Linked DNA regions of Mus musculus: regions 1 and 2 are each linked to region 3. Evidence: chromatin contacts called from public Hi-C and HiChIP or PLAC-seq data. All regions are on one chromosome and are shown on one strand. The core of a region is the stretch at or near the end of the contact, and the rest is flanking DNA. Distances in the headings are between cores, read along the strand shown.

The links. Hi-C and Micro-C count contacts between places; a contact is called where the count stands out from the background. HiChIP or PLAC-seq counts read pairs in DNA pulled down with a chosen protein or histone mark.
Region 1: a contact with region 3 is called in an H3K27ac HiChIP or PLAC-seq map of epiblast stem cells, with 11 times the contacts expected there. The contact joins the enhancer-like site here to the promoter of Bmp3 in region 3. A contact is called at or near these places in 13 of 39 promoter capture datasets (3T3-L1-derived adipocytes, the C10 cell line, the HPC-7 cell line and 8 more), 1 of 484 Hi-C or Micro-C datasets (nephron progenitors), 10 of 115 datasets of contacts at active chromatin or transcription factors (embryonic basal ganglia, embryonic forebrain, embryonic hindbrain and 7 more) and 2 of 9 other capture datasets (adipose tissue and embryonic stem cells).
Region 2: a Hi-C map of embryonic stem cells shows a contact between it and region 3, with 4 times the contacts expected there. The contact joins the promoter of A730035I17Rik here to the promoter of Bmp3 in region 3. A contact is called at or near these places in 16 of 39 promoter capture datasets (the 3T3-L1 cell line, the SN4741 cell line, cranial neural crest and 8 more), 1 of 15 datasets of contacts at CTCF or cohesin (stem cell-derived epiblast-like cells), 29 of 484 Hi-C or Micro-C datasets (the HL-1 cell line, cardiomyocytes, embryonic fibroblasts and 11 more), 12 of 115 datasets of contacts at active chromatin or transcription factors (astrocytes, differentiating embryonic stem cells, embryonic basal ganglia and 6 more) and 1 of 9 other capture datasets (embryonic stem cells).

The regions. Positions count from the first base shown.
Region 1 is chr5:98,308,978-98,312,708 of GRCm38.p6, reverse strand. No RefSeq gene overlaps it. Among named protein-coding and RNA genes, the nearest start is that of Cfap299, 18 kb to the left of the region's middle. Within about 2 kb of position 2,003, at least 11 of the 459 cell types and tissues checked have an H3K27ac peak or open chromatin away from gene starts, as enhancers often do. A contact at or near this core is called in epiblast stem cells, where this site is marked.
Region 2 is chr5:98,184,404-98,188,392 of GRCm38.p6, reverse strand. It overlaps A730035I17Rik (RIKEN cDNA A730035I17 gene), which reads left to right and starts at 2,409. Exons shown (of 3, transcript NR_153823.1): 1 at 2,409-3,349; 2 at 3,625-3,675. Prdm8 (PR domain containing 8) reads right to left here. Exons shown (of 4, transcript NM_029947.2): 3 at 3,704-3,932; 4 at 945-3,369. The coding sequence ends at 1,751.
Region 3 is chr5:98,852,498-98,856,401 of GRCm38.p6, reverse strand. It overlaps Bmp3 (bone morphogenetic protein 3), which reads right to left and starts at 1,987. Exons shown (of 3, transcript NM_173404.5): 1 at 980-1,987. The coding sequence starts at 1,289. It overlaps Gm34563 (a long non-coding RNA gene), which reads left to right and starts at 1,895. Exons shown (of 3, transcript XR_389376.3): 1 at 1,895-1,975. RefSeq lists a promoter at 1,900-2,763 and a silencer at 3,101-3,605.

The sequences.
Region 1 (3,731 bases), core at 754-3,253, 540 kb after region 3:
ATATTAATTTTATCGACTATTCCAATGCTTTCCATTATAGGCTTATACGTGATTTGTTGACTATCTTGGTTTCTTTTCTATTGCTGTGATAAGACACCATGATAAAGACAACTTATAGAAGAAAGAATGTATTTGTGGTTTGTGGATTCACAGGGTTAGAGTCTAGGATCAGCATGGCTGGGAGCATAGTGGGAGGCTATGGTTTTGAAGGAGCAGCTGAGAGCTCTCATCAAACACAACAACAACACAGAAAAAACTAACTGGGAATGGAGTATTTTCAGACTTCAAAGGCCACACCCAAAGACACACCTTCGCCTAACCCATTCTAAATAGTTCTACCAACTGGGGACCAGGTATTCAAAAGGATGCCTTCACCTCATTTTTAAGGCAGGGCTTCTCACTGACCCCGGAGTTTACTTATCATTTAGGCTGGCTGTCCAGCCATCCCTAAGGAACCTCCTGCCTCTGCCTCCCAAATGGTCTAATTATAGACAGACACCACCACGCTGTGCTTGTTTTGCAGATTTGGGGATCAGACTCAGATCCTCCTGCTGTGCTGGCACATACTTTACAGGCGGAGCCATCTCCCTAGGCACTAGGCTAATATGATTGTTATGTATGTCTTTGGTCACTAAGTGAAAGAAGCATTTAAGACAATTACTAAGTATTTAAGTGACTTATACAACCCTAAGTCAATATTTAATAGCTACATGGTTTGGGTTTAGATTTTTAGAAAATCAAGTCTTAACTCTAGTTCTTTTATTTGTTTGTTTGTTTGTTTGTTTAGGACCCATAACCAAACTGTAACCTTTTACTTTCTTTGCTGATGGTCTTTACAGTAATTTATAAGTCCCTTCAAGTCATGGTTATAAAACTGAAGGAAACAGAAAGAAGCAAAATGCATAACACAGAGGGTCTGTTTCCTCTTTTCCCTTCATTTCCTTTATGTTGCATTGTTCTTTAGACTGCAAGGTCTGTACCCACCACAGGAAATGATGGTCAGCTTTCTGTCACACTGTCCAGGATGATAGTCCAGGACCAACCTGTTACTTTTGTATTTCCATATAAAACTGAGAATTGCTCTTTCATATCTTTGAAGAATTGCGTTGGGATTTTGATAGGGATTGCCTTGAATCTGTAGATTGGTTTTGGTAGGATGGCCATTTTTACTATGTTATTCTACCAATCCATGAGCATGGAATATCATTCCATTTTCTGAGGTCTTCTTCAATTTCCTTCTTAAGAAATTTGAAGTTTGCCGGGCAGTGGTGGTGCATGCCTTTAATTCTAGCACTTGGGAAGCAGAGGCAGGCAGATTTCTGAGTTCAAGGCCATCCTGGCCTACAAAGTGAGTTCCTGAAGAGCCAGGGCTATTCAGAGAAACTCTGCCTCGAAAAACCAAAAAGAAAAAAGAAAAGAAAAAAACAAAAAAAAAGAAACTCGAAGTTCTTGTCATACAGATCTTTCATCTGTTTGGTTAGAGTTGCTCCAAGGCATTTTATATTACTTGTGACTATTGTGAAGTGTGTTGTTTTCCTACTTCCTTTCTCAACCCATTTAGCATATGTATAAAAGGAAGGCTACCGATTTGTTTGAGTTAACTTTATATCCAACTACTTTGCTGTAGTTGTTTATCGGCTGTAGAAGTTCTCTGGTAGAATTTGGGGTGGGGAGGAGGGAGGTTCGCTTATGTATACTATCATATCATCGGCAAATAGTGATACCTTGACTTCTCCTTTGCCAATTTGTATCCCCTTGTTCTCCTTGTGTTGTCTTATTGCTCTAGCTAGAACTTCAAGTACTATATACTTTCGAAGTCTGCCTTTGTCACAGGGCTTCTCTGACACCATTTCAGCTACAACCTTTCCCGTTGCTTCTTCTTTGGATGGATGTCTTTTACCATAAGCCTGGCTGCTTTCTCTCTAAGGAAGGCACTTATCCCAACTTCCTGTGGGTGGTGCTACTGCCTGAGTCTCCCCAGCCAGAACACAGCATCCGGGCTCTTCTCCTTTGCCCCAGGCGCTCCAAAGGATCAGCTTTTCCCACAGGTGCAAGCCATACTATGGGATGGTTTGAAGGGCACCAAGCCTGCCAGCCAAAAGCTCACCTGGCAGTCTACCCGGAATTCCAGCCAAGGATCATTAGGGTTGCTCCTTAAAATAACTTTGTTGTTTTGCATCTGAACTCTCCAAGCCCCTATTCCCTCCCACCTATTCCCACTGAAATCACTGTTGTCTTACATGATTACTGAAAACTTGGGTTTCTTAAGATTTCAACAGCTTTGTGATAGCGAAGCCATACTCCTGAGCAAACCTTCTGTGTTGCTTCTAATCTGTTTATCTCCCTTTTGTTAGACTTTAACAAATAGGAAGGGAAAAAAGGGTGTACTTTTAAAAGTTGGCTTGCTCAGTAGGGGGAAAGGAAAGGACCTGGAGTGCTCTGTGGGGAAGGTGACAGACACTGTAACTGTAATCAGGAGAGAGATTCCAGCAGAGTGGGCAGGATAAAGACCACCTGGAGATGAACCTCACAAAAGCCTGAATTCCTGTCCAATCAGGGAGGCTGTCTTTTTGTTAATTACATTTCCAACAAGTTTGTATTGAAATACGACAATGACTCTTACTGTCTAGAAGGAAGAATATTTAAATTAGAAATGTATCATGAAAAATATGGTTAATTAATTCTTTATTCTACTTACACCAACACAGACCTTCTTGGAAGAAGGAAATGGCATTCTTGTTGCTTTGGATCAGGTGGAGGGAAGGAGGTTCTAGGAGCAGGATCAGAGGCCAGGTGACTCACCCTATGGAGTGATTAGAAGCAACCCGGCGAAGCCTGAGAATATGATGTGATGTTTTAGATTATTGGCATTGAACTCTAATAAGATTAAAGGATGCATAAAGGCGGGGTGGAAGGATCCAGGGTTGATTATAACTAACTTAAAACATTTGCTGTCGATTTGACCTACAAATTGATCTTATATAGCTTTGTGCCTTCAAAATTTGGGGATGGGGATCAATCACAGAAATATAGATGATATAATGAAGAGTTAATACAGACTCCCAGGACAGTTTCTCTATTGGCACAACCTAGAGAACACTCCTCTATCCTCTCATCTACAGATCAGATACCTGCCCTTCCCCTGACCTTCTGACCATCCCTCAGCCAGGTTTCATGCACCTTCAGTGGGATGAGGCTCACAGAGTCCTTGTTGACAGGGATTTCTGGGGCTCAGGAGAATGTAGACTGAGGTAGGTGTGGCCTTTGAGCCACCTACATTCTCAATGGGTATAGAGGAGGAAAGAAATAGGAACTATTTCTAGACTTCATTTCCCAACATAAAGAAGTGCATGGGCTCTGAACAAGGCTGCAGCAGTTACAAAGGTTGTTGAAGAGGACTTTATAGAATGGCTCACATATCAAATAATATTTCTGGGACGGCAGTCAAGAGCATTTGCCACGGGCTGGTGAGATGGCTCAGTGGGTAAGAGCACCCGACTGCTCTTCCGAAGGTCTGAAGTTCAAATCCCAGCAACCACATGGTGGCTCAAAACCACCCGTAATGAGATCTGACTCCCTCTTCCGGAGTGTCTGAAGACAGCTACAGTGTACTTATATATAATAAATAAATAAATAAATCTTAAAAAAAAAAAAAGAATTAAAAGAGCATTTGCCACTGACTGTTGGGCAGCCTCAGAAACCGTGTGTATCTGGCCATTGCTTTTTTTTTT
Region 2 (3,989 bases), core at 1,160-3,659, 670 kb after region 3:
GCTGTCTGGTGGCCTTAAAACAATGAAGGCTTCAAAATCCTTTAGGGAAAGTTTTTGAAAAGCCTTGAGATGAAGACATGTGTGAAGTTCCCACTAGAGATCTCTCCACAAGCATCCTTCACATGGAAGGGGGAAATCAACAAAAAGGGAGGTGTAGTTAAGGGTTCAATGGGGGGAGGGGGGAGGGGAGGGAAGGAGAGAGAGAGAGAGAGAGGTGTGTGTGTGTGTGTGTGTGTGTGTGTGTGTGTGTGTGTGTGTGTGTTGGTGGGGGTGAGGTTGCTGCAAAGAAGGCTCATTGGTCATTTGGTTTTTAGTGTAGAGGCTTCAGTGTACACCAGACACAAACATGATGTTCTCTAAGAACTGAAGTCAGAAGCCAAGATGACAGCGACTTTTCATAAAGAACCAGTTGGTTCCTCGGTATCTTTGTCTCAGGATCACTCCCAGATAGACATGTGTGGACACGGAGGCCTTTGATATACCATCAGCAAACCTCGGTCTTTCAAATTGTATTACTTGATAGATTCTCTATGTGTCCTTAATGGATGATAGGAAGCTTGAAGTTCTAGAATGTAGGACATCCCTTGGGGGAAGTATCACTACTAGATCCTAAAGTGGGCTTAAAAAATGCAGATTGGTCACTTATGTGGAGAGTAATTCTTTTCCTTCTGGAAGAGACACCTACAAAGTTCTGACAGGGAACCTGTATGGCAATTACTGCACCTAAGTGATTTGTCCTTGATCCTTAAACCCAACACCTTTCAGATAGAGAATCTTCAAGTGACAATCAACACCCTTAGGCTCAAAACTGGCTTGTAGTTAATACCTGCAGAGGAAGCTGTGGTCTCCTTGCTTCTTTTCAAGGAGTCAACGAAAAGGCATCAACTATCCAAAGTATTATACTGACCTAAAAATATTTTTTGTAAACTTTCCAAATATTTGCTTTGAGGAAAATAGTTATTTATTGTCAAAGCATCCAACATACCTGGATAAACTATACCGTTTAATAAATCTCTTAGGGATAGAAGAAACACATAACTATTCAGACTCCATGTCACTGGCACAAAATTACACTTTGTATTAAAAGGGAATACATATTTACATCATTGATGACATTCTTCACTGAAGTCCATAATCATTTCATGATACATGCACTTCCCCCTGGAAACTTAAACCGAATGGCGCCCCCCTTTTTATCCATTTTGTTTATTTTTGTAAGAACACAGCTGTCATCAGGAAATGCAGAACGCATCTCCTCTTCCTCCATTACTTTATATCTAAAATAAACTTTGTCCTTACATATAATTATTACATCTAAACCATAAGTGCTTAATAATTTAAGTAGAAACGTATGACAAATGCATCAATATGTTGCAATATATGACATTTTTTTAAAAATGTACTTTTGTTTTTGGGAAAGTGAAAATTCGTGCATTCAAAAGAAAACCCCGCTCAAACAACCCACCCAATCCAAAATCCACCATCCTGTGCATCGTGTGCGTGCGTCCGTGTGTGCGTTCGTGCGTGCGTGTGTGTGTGTGTGTGTGTGTGTGTGTGTGTGTGTGTGTGTGAAATTAAACATTTGGATGATGAGGCTCCTGGCGAGGGGAGGGACCTGTGTGTGCACGTGTTTGGTTGCAGTGTTTGGGGGCATAAGGTAGTGGTGGATGTCATCCTCGCGTGTCTGCTCCTGCAGGTGGCTTGACTGTGCGTGCACACGCGTGGAAAGCCGGAGTCTTTTACGCAACAATTAATTATGCGAGGTCATGTGCCGGGACAGGTGGTGACGCTCCCTGAAGGACTCGTTGCAAATGGGGCACTTGAGTTTCTCCTCCCGCCGCCGCTTCACCAGGGGCTCCATGGCATACTCCTTTTTGTGGTGAGACCGCATATGGTACACCAGGTCGGAGGTCATGCGGAAGGAGGCGTTGCATTTGGCGCACCAGTTCTGCGCGGGCAGACACAGCGAAGTGAAGGAGGGCGGCAGCAGGGTGAGCGCGGAGGGCAGTTGCAGCTGCAGGGGCCCGGCGGCGGCCGCCGCCGCCGCTGCCGCCGCAGCCGAGCTCTTGGGCCAGAAGGCGGTGGCGTAGAGGAAGGGGCTCTGCTTGGGCAAGCCACCGCCACCGCCGCTCGCCAGGGGCCCGCAGGCTCCGTTCAGGTCCGCTGCCCCCTGCAGCTTCACAGCCAGCGGATCGGCGGCGGCCGGGTAGAGTCTGGTGGGACCCACGCCGTCTCCCGGGTGACACGGCTCGAGAGCGCCCAGCTTCTGGCCGAGGACCAACGGGGACAGCTGCGAGAAGGAGCGCGCGGGCTGCGAGAAGGCGCTCTTCCGCTCGTCCGATGCGGCCGTTTGGCCGCCCCCCGAGCCCCCCGCAGTCCCCGCGGTCCCCGCGCCGCCACCGCCGCCCAGCTGCGACACCGAGGTGAAGGCGCTGCCGCGCGCGGGGCTCCCGCCCTCCAGCCGTCCGGGCAGAGAGCCTCCGGGACGCGGAGCCAGCAACTTCTCGGGGGCCCCAGGCGACCCCGCCGCGGGGGTGGACGAGCCGTTGCTGCCGCCGCCGGCGACACCGCCTCCCGCGTCGGGGTCCTCGGCCGTGCCCCCTGCGCCGTCTGTCGCCGCCGCCTCCTCCTGCAAGCCCACCGCGCGGCCCGCCTTCTTCACCTCCACGAAGGCGCTGCGCTTCGCCTCGCCAGTCTCCGGGCTGGGCGGCGCGAAGAGCCGGCCGTTCTCCTCCAGGCCGAAGTAGCTGCCGGCGGCGCGGTACTGCTGCGGCGTGCACACCAACTCCTCCTTGGAGGTCGCCAGCGGCCTCTCGGAGAAGCGCGCACGGCCGCCCGCCAGCCCCGCGCCGCCGCCCTCCGCCGCCGCCTCCTCTGGGAACCGCCTCTTGCCTTTGCAGCCGCCGGTGGCGACGCCGTCGGGACTCAGCTCCGCCTCCTGGTGGCCGCTGCCGCCACTGCCGACGCCCGGGGCCGCTACGCAACTGCTGCTTCCCCGGGAGTTTTCCAGTTCCCGAGCCAAGTTGTGGAAGTCCGTGGACGGCTTGGCGCTGCCGGCACCCGCGGAGCCCGGCGGGTTGCTCGCCTCCGGGGATGACGCGGGGTAGTGGTGTATGGGGCCGGCTTTGCAGAACTTGGGGCCCGGGATCAACGGCGCCTCCTGTTGCTGCTGCTGTTGCTGCTGCTGTTGCTCTTTACCACCGCCGCCGCCGCCGTGGTCCTTAGTGCCCAAGCCGCCCCCTTGCTCGTCTTGGGGATTCGCATCAGTGCTGTGAAGTCTCTTGGGGCAGCGGAATCGCAGATGTGCCACATAGGGGAACTCAAACTGGAAACGTTGGCTGCATTCCAGGCATGTGTAAGGAGACGACCCTGCTTAGTGAGCAAACACACACACACACACACACACACACACACACACACACACACACACACACACCCCACATGGTTAGTTAGCATCGCCCCTAGGCCACTTAGCCATCCTCCCCATAACAAATCCACTTTATCTTTCTGGGCTGAGTGCCCAAAAAAATGAATACACTATCCTATTTGGTGCAACTTACTTTCTTGATTTGTGCATTTACTAAGTCAAACGCTCCCCAACTTTTCCTTCCCCTTCTGTCCTAGTTCCATTCGGGACAACACCTCAGAAGCTTCGTCCACCCTATGATGTGCAAGGTGAGCCCAGGCACCCGAGCCAACCTACCGTTCATTTTGTGAGCTCTAGACGGGCAGAGCAAGAGCAATTCAGTCAGTTCTTTCCCGTACCAAACTAGTAACTCTTCATCTTTGGCAATCCTGCGGAGAGAGCGGTAGAACAGCTGTCCATTTTTTATATAAGCTTCGAGATTCTGTTCTTCCTTATCTCGGGCTGATTGGACCAGCCGCAGCCACATGAGACCTTCTGAGGAACCATTTGCCGCCGAAGTGTCTACCTACAGTATTTAAGAAAGACAAGAAGAGAGGGATCCACGTGAAAGACGGCAACCAGA
Region 3 (3,904 bases), core at 738-3,237:
AGCCTCCACCCTTGAACATTCCTGACTGTTCTTCAACCCAAGTCTGGAAGGCAGACTTTTCAATCACCTTTCCTTTAATCCTGAAGGTAATGTACACAAACCCTAGTGCATCCTTAAAGCAGATCAACAGTGAGTGTCCAGAGATTTTGCCCTCACCCTGTTATTATAAACTGTTCGCTTCAGCACAGGAGCTGGCAGGGGTGGGGTGGGGTGGCTTTAAGCCATGAATTTCAGCCTCAAGGATCTGTGTTGAAAAAAATAAACCAAAAAAAAAAAAAAAACCGGGAAGATGAGATTTTCATCGCTGATACTAAGAGGTGTTTACTCTCCACCAGAGGAGGTCTCTTCCCAAGCTAACGCTTCCCAGCTTGGATCTCGCAAGACTTATTTGCCAGATGGGTTAGAAATAATCTAAACACTCACGCACCTGGTTTTGTTTGTGTGTTTGCCACTAGGGGACTATCAAGAAGAACGTGTCAGATATAGCAACCCAAAGGTCGCAGGAGTTAAGAGTGAGTTCTGTGTCTGGAGAAGTGCCTGTTGAGTATGCTTTTCTCTCTCTGGGCCCAGGGTTGGCATAACATGGCATTCACTTCGATCTAAACGCTGCCAAAGCCCGTCGGAGGGAATTTATGCCGAGCAGAGCAATTAAATCATCAGCATAAGATCTCCGTAGGGGTGCCTGGAAGAGGGCTTCTGGACCCTGGGTGTCCTCCCTTGGCCTCTTTCCTGCTGCACCTCTAACTAAGCCTTGCCACTGTCCCAGCTTTTCTTCTGCTTTCCCGTCTCAGTTGGGCTCAAACTAGGCTTATCCGGAACGTCCCTGGAAAATTCCGAGAGGGCAGAGGGGACCAGACGGCAGCATATGAGAAAGGTCCCTACAGTGTACCGCCAGGAGACAGCGGAGTGGAGTGGCACGGCGGGAGGGGCTGTCCTCTGCACCCCGGGGTGGGATGGGCTCCCTCTCCCTCCCACTCACCTGCGGCTGCGGCTCTGAAGCTGCGGACCGTGTTACCACCGCGCAGGGGCTGAGGACCCGGGAGCTGCGAGCCCGGTGTCCGGGTAGCCTGGACTCTACTGCTGCCGCTGTACCTGTCATAGAGCCACAGCATATGCTCCGACACCTTGTCGTGCGGCCTCAGGTCCGGACTCGGGCTACCACCTGTCGCGCGGTCGCTTGGCTCAGTCTCACGGAGTCCCGGGAGGTGCAAGTTTGGTCTCTGTCCCTGTGCCAGGTTCAGGCAGAAGTAACCTAGCCATAGACAGAGCAGCCCGCGCGCCCCGGCCATAGCGAAGTCCTGCTGTCGCACCGCTCTACTTCGGGTCGCCCGCGACACCTCGGAGGCGAAAGGGACGGCGGCAGAGCCGGGGTGGTGCTCCAGCTGCGGAGCGGGACACTGAGAGCCGGGCACAGCTGGAGCGAGGCCGCGAGGGTCGGCAGGTGGGCTCTGGGTGGCAGCCGCGCCCGCTCAGCTCCTCTCGCCGGCCAGCCGGAGGGCGGAAGGTCTGGGCGAGCGCAGCCGAGTTGTCAAGCGCGGGCTCTCCCTTCCGTGCCACCTGAGACTGGGAACACCCGGCCGGGCTGCCGCTATGGGGATCTGGATCTGCGCTCCACCAGCCTGGGACGCGTGCCGGGGCGGGGTGTGCGCTGTCGCAGCCAGCTGAGTTCTCAGAGGACGTGTGGTGTGTGTGTGTGTGTGTGTGTGTGTGTGTGTGTGTGTGTGTGTGTGAAGACAGACAGACAGACAGAGAAAGAGGGAGACAGGGAGACAGAGACACAGAGACAGTGACGAACAGAGAGACAGAGATAGAGAGACTGGTTCTGTTCCTTCTTGTCCTGATCTGATCTGTCCGGTCCGCCTGCAGCGAGTTCTCCCTCTAGCCTCTGGCTCGCCTTCCTAAGGCAGCTGGAGCAAGACTACCTCCAGAAGAGAGAAGCCTGGAGCGAAGTAACCAGGGAGCCAGAACCAGAAGGGTAGGGAGAGACTAGGGAGGGCGCACGGGGAGGGGCAGGTGGCGCTGGCGAGGGGAGGATGGAGGAAGAGTAGGAGGGACTTTTTAAAAAATCTGAGCACAAGTGGCTACATTCCTCCTAGCAAAAAGGCAGAGGCAAGTAGCAGTTTCTTTTCCCTTATTTGTTCTTATTTTATTTTTTGTTTTTTGTTCCCTTTGTTTGTTGTAGAGGTTTTGGCTATTTGCAGTTTGCTTTGTATTCCGCTGATTCCATATAAAATCACCACTATACGAACACCACAGTTGGCTCCTTCCCTGGGACACTTGGAAGGGCCCTGTACCCAGACACCTGCGCTGCCCTCCTACAGCTTATTCTTCATAGAGTTTCTTTTCACATACATCCTCATCTTCTTCGGAGGAGATAAACAAAATGAAATTCCACCCCATGTTTTAAAAAGATAAGCTAACTACCACAAGTCCAGCTCGCACTGTCAGACCTCTCTCAATAGGTTTCCTTGAAGACAGCTGATGTGAGAATGAGTCAGGGCCTTTAGGAAGAACCTGGTGTGCAGACTCGAATATAACTAGTTCTGTTGTCCACGCCATGCCAGCACCCTATGGTGTCAGAGAAACATTAAACTGCTAGCCAGCACTGTTTACTGCAAATAACATATCCTAGGTACTTGTCATCCCCTGTGTCCAGACAGGATTTCACTGTGTAGCCAGGGCTGGCCTTGACCTCAGACCCCTGCTGCTTCAGCCTCTCTAGCACGCGGGATCCAGGCCTATATCACAAATCATGGGCCGTAGGCATTGTGCATTGTTTTCAAAGAACCTTCAAACAAATCCCATGTTGCAGACTAAAAGACTGAGAGAAAAGATGATTCCTAGCAGGTGGCAGAACTGGGCTCCAAACCCAGGGAGCCTGACTTGCCTGACTTCTACTCTAGGATCTCTACATACTTAAGAATGGAACGGACATTTAAATTGGCTTAAGCAGACTATGCCCTTGCCATGGCTCCTGGCAGTAGGACTCTCAGTCAATGTCCCTTTTGGGAAACTGTCCCATCTCTGGTGCATTGACATTTTTGAAAAGAAATAGGTTCGCAGGTCACAATGAGCCTTCAACATTTAGTTTCTCCTTTGTTGGGGAATGATAAACCCTCCTAGAGTTTTGTTGGAGTAATACTAGAAACCAGTACTCAGTGAGTGGCACAGGTCTGGTCTTTAGTAGACTCTCAATCCTTTTATCCCAAATTATCCCAAATGTATCCCAAATGCAGACCATGGTCTCCCCCTCTCAGTCACTTCTCAACCCACTGTTCAGCTGTTTGAATTCTGCCCTTAGTCACCCTGGGAACAGCTCTGCAGATAATGCCATAGACTTCAAGAGTGGTCGAGAGGCTCCAATGAGATCATGTGGGTGAGCTTCGCCTGGCATAGAACACATAATAGCTTTTGTGATTAATAATAAAAACCTAATTGCAAAATTCAATAGGCACTGGAAGGCTAACCCTTTGATTTCCCCTGTGAGCCTTTGTGTTCCCTCCCCTCTCTGCTTTTTCTCAGTTGTGTGAAATGTCCTTGCAGCAGCTTCCTGCTCTGCCTCAAAGCAAAGCCAGATGGAGAAGGAAGTCCTCCACTCCTCCTGCACAACGTGGTCACTGTGACCCATCAGTAGATAGTTTCTCACAGCCAGAGCCCTCAGGATGGAAACTCTATCCTCTTTCTCTCGGTATCTCCAAGGAACTGCTTCCCTCATGCCTTTAACTCTGGTTCATATTTCCACTGCACAATTTGTTGCCCTATAATCTATATGGTTCTTTTAATTTGTACCAAGCCACTGCACGGGGACTGGAAATGCTGCATACCTGCATGCCTTCGCTCCTTCCTAACTGAATAAACCTTCACTTCTCTGTGCTTGTATTTTCTCCATTGCTCAAATAACACA